Linked DNA regions of Sus scrofa: region 1 is linked to region 2. A link is a contact called in public HiChIP or PLAC-seq data. All regions are on one chromosome and are shown on one strand. The core of a region is the stretch at or near the end of the contact, and the rest is flanking DNA. Distances in the headings are between cores, read along the strand shown.

Region 1 (3,824 bases), core at 960-3,459, 360 kb after region 2:
CTTTTTGATATTTCTTTTTGCCAAGAATTTAGTTTTAAGATATGAAGGAAAAATACCCTAAACAAAATTGGACTTCTCATTGGATTTTTAAGCTGCCTTCATCATTATAATCATTTCACCAATTTAATTTTAATTTTCTTTATAGACTTAAATTTTTCATGGAAAGTGTAATTGTTACTACCTTTGATATCTAAAATCTGAAAGCTAGAGGTTTTATTACCCATTGTGTCAGTGAAAGATTGCCTGTAGGCATAAAAATGTTTCTGAAACAGGTATTTAGGATGTTAATGAAATTATTTATGAAGCTAATTTGAAAACAATATTAAAGATTTTTATAGTTCCTATCCAGTCACACAGCAAATACATTGATTTCTGTTCTAACTTACTTATTATAGGAAAGGAAAACATATGTACAAAACATCATTTTTTTTATTTCCTTCAGTATATGTTTCAATAAGATTTGCCATTTGTATCTTGCTTGTTTCAAAAAAATCAAGAGATTAATAGCATTTTGTTACCCCCACATCATACTGTGTTTATAATTGCTCAGTTTTAGGCTTATGAATGATACCTGTTAATTGATGTATTTGCTATATGAAAAACTTGACACCATTATTGTATAAAAGAGTAATTTAGCAGGTTAGTGAATTTTACATCGATTTATCCATGACTAATAGCTAGAGCTTAAATATAATTATGAAATTCATATTGAAAGTTACTGTAGTATTGGAAGCCAGAGGTCACCTCTACCACCTCTGAGTATGACAGGTGGTGACTGCATGTTCTGAGAGTAAAGCCATTAAAATGATGTATTATTATTCATTAGCCTGAGGTTGAACAATGTCATCTCTGGCTTCAGGCTTGCTGTTTTTTACAGATCATCAGGGTAGAGAATACTTAGAATGCTCACCGTGGAGTGGGAGTCTTCTGACTAAAGCTATTTAGGGAAAGATGAGTGTGGTCAAATAATTATGTGTCCGTGGCCTGAATGTAACTCTTAAGTACGTTTATTAGAAGTAAAATATAATACTCATCTATTATTTTGGTTGTAGAAATATATTTTATGGAATAAATTTTCTTTATTTTCCCTAATGGATTTGTAGGAAGCAGATTGTGTGCTAGTAACCGGCCTTGCCATTTTTTTTTTATAGTGCCATGCTACAAGCGGTGCAAACAGATGGAATATTCAGATGAATTGGAAGCTATCATTGAAGAAGATGATGGTGATGGGGGATGGGTAGATACTTACCATAACACAGGTAAGAGGAGAACAGAATGGCATATGTTTAAATTGTTTAAACTCTTTTGCAATCTTTTGTAACAGCTTTGATTTAAAACAAAACAAAACAAAAACATAGTTTTGTCCCAGTAGACTTTTACCTGAAAAGAAGCAGGAGGACAAATTAGAAAAAAAGAAAAGAATGCCCCGGGAGTGTGCAAAATTCCTATAGTACTGCTACTTTAGTAGCAATTTGAAAATATCCATATTGTTTTCTTTAGTTCTAAAAGCAAGAAAGCCATCAGAAATGCAGAGTATGCATACTACTTTGCTTTAGAAACCCTTATTATATGTCGTCCCATCACTCAATGACAAACTTAGGTTTCAGGACAGGAACCATGCTGTACTCATGTTTATTTTACTCAGAGACATGGCATTTAAAAATCTTTGGTAGTTTGTTGAATGATTACTGAAAGCATTGTAAGGACTATAGGCTTCATGAAGGTAGAGATTGTTGAATCTTCAATATCTAACATAATATCTGATATAGAAGTTGTTCACTACATTTTTATTAAATAATTAAATTTAAACCTTTAATAAGAATATGTTTGCACAAGCTGTTGTAACTGAATATGATTTTTTCAGTTCACGTCATTAAAACTTATTTTGCCAGAATGTCTATGTGACTGTAAATGCCTATTATTATATGCTGCTATAGCTAACTACCATTAATGATTTAGTTTTAATAAAGAAATTATGTTCCAAGTTTAAATCTAGGATACTAAAAACAAGTTTTCTGTCTGTAGCTCCTGGCAAGTAGGAGGTATATCAAATGTCTCAAACTTAGTGCTGTTAACATTTTGGGCTGAATAGTTGTCATAGCATTTCCTGTGCATTGCAGAATGTTTAGCAGTATCTTTGGGCTCTACCCACTAGACACCAATAGCATTCTCCCAGTTGTGACAACTAGAAATGTCTCTAGATGTTGTGAAATATTCTATGAAGGCTAAAATTGCTGCCCTCTGTTGAGACTCATGGCAGTAGTCAGAGGGCTAAATAATCTGCCCAGGAAAAAAGTACCTCATTGAGTCAGTTTCTCCTCTACTCTGAGTAAAGGACACTGCCATCTGTTTCATTATGATGATTTTGAAACAGATGCAGGACTTGAGCTCTTTGATTTGAAACTTTTCTTCCTTTTTTTTTTTTTTTTTTTTTTTTTGTCTTTTTGCTTTTTCTAGGGCCACACCCGCGCGCGGCGTATGGAGGTTCCCAGGCTAGGGGTCGAATAGGAGCTATAGCTGCCAAGCCTACGCCCCAGCCACAGCAACGCGAGATCCAAGCCTTGTCTTCCATCTACACCATAGCTCACAGCAACGCTGGATCCTTAACCTACTGAGCAAGACTAGGGATTGAACCCGCAATCTCATTCATGGTTCTTAGTCAGGTTCACTAACCACTGAGCCGCAGCGGGAACTCCTGAAACTTTTCTTCTTTAATAGGTTGAAAGTTATATCAATGCCCAGAGAAAATAACAGATTGAATAACTTCTTAAAATAATTTCAAATACCATCATATTTTCCCACTGAGTAGTGCTATTAGATGGCTCCCCCTCACCCCCACCCTGATCTTTCCATTATCTTGCAGCTGCTCCGCCTTAGTCTTCACATGATTGGAAGAAATGGGTAGCACGTCTGTAGGAAATTGTTGATTGACTAGAGCCATGGGTTATAGCACTGTTTCTGATGTCAATAAGTTTCTCTTTTGTCAAGTTGTATTGTGTTTCATAATCCCTATCCCAAAATCCAGGTACATTTTTACAAAGGCGTTAATCGCAGAGATAAGTAGTTGTCAGTATGATTGGATGGACAGAAATCTGTTACAGAAATTCTAAAGAAATGCTTACCTTACTGACAGAAGACAAATATCATTTTCTTTTCTTTTTCTTTTTCTTTTTTTTTTTCTTTTTTTGCTTTTTAAGGCCACACCTGTGGCATATGGAGGTTCCCAGACTAGGGGTCAAATTGGAGCTACAGCTGCCGGCCTACACTACTGCCACAGCAACAATGGATCTGAGCCCTGTCTGTAACCTACATCACAGCTCACAGCAATGCCTGATCCTTAACCCACTGAGCAGGGCCAGGGATTGAACTCACAACCTCATGGTTCCTAGTCGGATTCGTTCCGCTGAGCCACAATGGAAACTCTAATTTCTTATGTGGAAAACAATATAGTATCATATGTCAGTTAATTTGGTGTACATAATAAATGCTAAGTAATGTCTATGAGAGGTACGCTTGGAATTTTAAGTTTAAATTATATTCTGATTGTATTAAGCAGTGCTTCCAACTGACTCACAAGTTCAGGGTACCTAGTCCTTATTTGCCTTAGTTACCTTTGCTTTATCCCTGCTTTTCTTCTCTCATGTTTCTTTTATTTCTGTTAGCCCTTGTATTAGTCATAGTTCTCCAGAATAACCATGGATATAGATATAGATAGGTTTATTTTGAAGAATTGGCTTATGCGATCATGGGAACTAGAAATTCTGAAATGTATATAGGGCAGGCTGGCCAGCAGCCTGAAGACTCAGGGAAGGCTTGATTGCTGT
Region 2 (3,603 bases), core at 767-3,266:
CATATGTGCCATTTCATTTCTAAACCTTTTGGTCCCAGGTGTGGAAATAAACCTGAGTGTAAAGGACCTTTGCCAATTCTTACAGGTGTTTTGGAGGTGTTCAGGGCTTAATAGGCATCACAGTACTCATTTTTTAGTCCCACATGAGGCCTACAAGTCAGAGGGGAAAAGCTAGAAATGGGAGTAATTGGCTTAGGGGAAATGCAGCTGTGGAACTGCAATGGGAATCATAGGATACTCAGGGAATTGTCAAAGTTTAGGAAAATAAATGAGGCCCAATCAGTATAAAAGGGGGTCCAGTCTGGTTGCAGTGGTACTCTGTTTTTTTGGCAATATCCTTACTCTGATTGTGGGCAGCATCTATGTTCCAGGTGGTCTGTCTGGGTGGAGTAGTATACCCTAGCCAATGGCTTTGGAACGGGAGTCAGGATCAAGCCTTTTGACTAGGCAGGGTGTCAGGGATGTGATTCAGAATAGTATTTAAGTCCTAATGGGGAAAGAGAATTTGCATTAGGAAACAAAGCAGCAACTTAGTTATGCAGATTGCACAGATATAACAACGATGTGAGATGGGGCTTGAATTGATCTAAGGGCATCTTAGCACTCCTCCCAGAAAACTGTGGAAAACCCATCCTTGGTCTAGTTCCACAGCACTGACATGAGGACGTACTAAACTGGTAACCCAGGGAGGTCGAAAAATGAAGCCTGTGTTTATGTACTGTTCTGTTGTGTACTCCTTCCCATACAATACTGTAGTGTACATTATCTCACACTGAGAGGAGTGAGGCACCCCTGCTCAAGTCCATCATTTGTTCATTCATCAAATATTCATGCTAGGCATGTACTAAGAACTGGAGATAGAAGAGTGAATAAATGAAACAGAAAAATGTTTATGTTCTCATGTTATGGTCTTGAGGCAGTGCAATAACTAAAACACAGGGTCTATTAGATAATGATAAATGCTTAGGAAAAAGCTAAAGCTAGATAGGGAAGTGAGTGGTGTCTCTGTGTGTTTGTGTTTTAGTGTGATCTCCACTGAGAAGGTGACATTTGAACATGAATGTGAAGGAAGTGAGGGAATAAGCATGTGATTATCTGGGGGAAGTATTTTGGTGGAAGCAAAAAGGCTCAGAAGCAGGAGTGTGTGTGGCTAGTTTAAGGAACAGCAAGGAAGCTAACGTGGCCAGGATGAAGTAAAAAAAAGATGGATGTGGGCAGTGACTCTAGCTATTTCTATCAAGTTTTGGCTTTGATATAGATATTTGAAGTGAACGTATAATATGTTGTATTTAGTTGGTTGGCATCCCTTGCATAGAGAGGAACCATCCACATCTACTCTGTGTGGTTCTACTGGGGGTATCAATGAACAGAATTCTACTCTTCTGATCACAGGAAGAGGCACTTGGCCCTACATTGTGTGTTTTAAGACAATAATGATTATTTGAATAATGTGAGAGTGATTCCAACCAAGGCAATCATTACATTAAAGTTAAACAGGCAGCTGGCCCTGCCCTGAGCCTCCTGTTACAATGCTGGAATGTGAGGCTCTTCTCCACTGCTTTGTAAAGGATGCCTATAGTGCTTTAAGAGGCAATGGAGCTAACACAGAAAGAAAAACAGTATTGAGAGGTGGGGGAGGCAGTGGCATGACCCCTTATGACCTATGCTGAATATCATGTTCTCTGTCCCTCTGCTCTCCCATCACACAAGTCAATACATTCCTCTCCATGTTACTGAAACTAATTTGACTGCAGCCAAGAGTCCTGTTTAAAGTAGCATTTTAAGATGGTGTGTGGTTCCTTGTGTAAATCCAGAGCCATCAGACTACCATGAAGGATAAATGGAATGTCCTATGTAAATTTCAATCCTATTATGGAGGAGGCAGGGTAAAGCTTTAGAGTGCCTGTGGCTGCAGGTTAAGCAAGCCAAACGGTTACCCTCCCTTAATGTAGCAGCTGGATTTCAGGAGGTCAAGAATCACCCTTCCACTCCGGATATTTCCTCATCCAGTAGTTCTTCATTATCTTTGGTAATGGTCTGGTTATGTTGTGAAAATTAGCAGAGTTCAGTGTGCTAATGGTCACCCTTCTGAGGAAAAGTAACTTCTCTTAGTCTAGGAGGTAGCTCAACACGAAGTTAACAAGATTTTACTATTTAATATAACTTAGGAAGGTATTATATACTTTACACACATACCTTAGAATCAGCTTTTATTGCTGGAACTGATCCAACCTAAATCTATAGTTATATTCTGTCATGTTTATCTAATAAGAATGAAAGGAACATAGGTAGGACAGTGATGAGATCTTACCATTAGGACAGGATCATCTCAATTGTTTCTTCAGTGATGTCTGTCTTTACAATGAATGACCATTGGATCCAGAGTGATCTCAATTTATGTCCAAGTCCTATAAGTGTTTAGTTTAGGGAGTCCATCTAAGACATGAAGAAGGCAAACACTTTAGGCAGAATCAGTGACACCAGAGAGTTAGCATGCAAGCAATATGCACAGGTAACTCTGATGCTAGGCTAGAAATCATGTGAAAGACCTATAGACTCAGAAATTCTTGGAAAACTTACTTCTACACGCAGAGGGAGGCAATGGGTTAGGTCTCAGTGTCTAATTTACACAAGACCTTTTCCACCATACTTCTCCCCTTGTTTTAAACAACAATCATTAACGTTTATTGATTGCTTGCTATGCGAGGAATTGATCTGGGTGCCAGGAATCAAATAGAAAAACATGGTTACCCAGCTAAAATGGAAAAAATAAAAATCATTATAAAAAAATGAAACATTAATACCTGAAAAAAAAAAGAAAAAGAAAAATATGGTTACAATCTAATTTGGATCTCAAACACATGTATTAGGAAGGCACATTGTATGAATGAGAGTAACATGGGGGAACTTTCCACATGTAACTTAAATTGCTTAAATTGTAATAACTACTGCCTGAATGAATGCTTTAAATTAAAAAATGCATTTTATTATGTTTTTCAATTTTTCTGTGCAACCACTAAATAAAAATTAAACATCACCTAACATGTTGACACAAATTTATGGCACAGATGTGTAACATGATATATGATTTGTACTCCTAATTATATTTTATAAATTGTTATGTCTGAAATTTATTATTTAACCATCATTCAAGAAATAACAGAGACAGGAGTTCCCTTTGTGGCTCAGCAGGTTAAGAACCTGACTAGTGTCCATGAGGATATGGGTTCAATCCCTGGCCTTGCTCAGTAAGTTAAGGATCCACTGTTGCTGCAAGCTGTTGGCATAGGTTGCATCTGCTCGGATCTGGTATTGCTGTGGCTGCAGCCTAGGCCAGTAGCTGCAGCTTTGATTTGACCCCTAGCCTGGGAACTTCCATATGCCACAGGTAGCAGGTGTGGCCCTGAAAAAAAAAAAAAAAGAAATCTTGTTAGGGGGCTCATCAAATCACTTAGTTTCATTTTATATTTCATTAATGTAACTTTAGAGAATATCTCTAACTTCATAGAACTTTTTTTTTTCTTCAAGGAAGTTTTTTGAGCTTTCTTCTAAGGTTATGCCTGCTGTACTAACAGATTTCTCAGATCTGGAGATTAAATATCA

What was found. HiChIP or PLAC-seq counts read pairs in DNA pulled down with a chosen protein or histone mark.
Region 1: a contact with region 2 is called in an H3K27ac HiChIP or PLAC-seq map of alveolar macrophages. The contact joins two enhancer-like sites. A contact is called at or near these places in 1 of 5 promoter capture datasets (fetal skeletal muscle) and 1 of 2 datasets of contacts at active chromatin or transcription factors (alveolar macrophages).

The regions. Positions count from the first base shown.
Region 1 is chr13:147,291,577-147,295,400 of Sscrofa11.1, forward strand. It overlaps ATG3 (ubiquitin-like-conjugating enzyme ATG3), which reads left to right. Exons shown (of 12, transcript XM_003132682.6): 5 at 1,152-1,259. Among named protein-coding and RNA genes, the nearest start is that of SLC35A5, 14 kb to the left of the region's middle. Within about 2 kb of position 2,210, at least 2 of the 83 cell types and tissues checked have an H3K27ac peak or open chromatin away from gene starts, as enhancers often do. A contact at or near this core is called in alveolar macrophages, where this site is marked.
Region 2 is chr13:146,934,580-146,938,182 of Sscrofa11.1, forward strand. No RefSeq gene overlaps it. Among named protein-coding and RNA genes, the nearest start is that of GTPBP8, 3.5 kb to the left of the region's middle. Within about 2 kb of position 2,017, at least 3 of the 83 cell types and tissues checked have an H3K27ac peak or open chromatin away from gene starts, as enhancers often do. A contact at or near this core is called in alveolar macrophages, where this site is marked.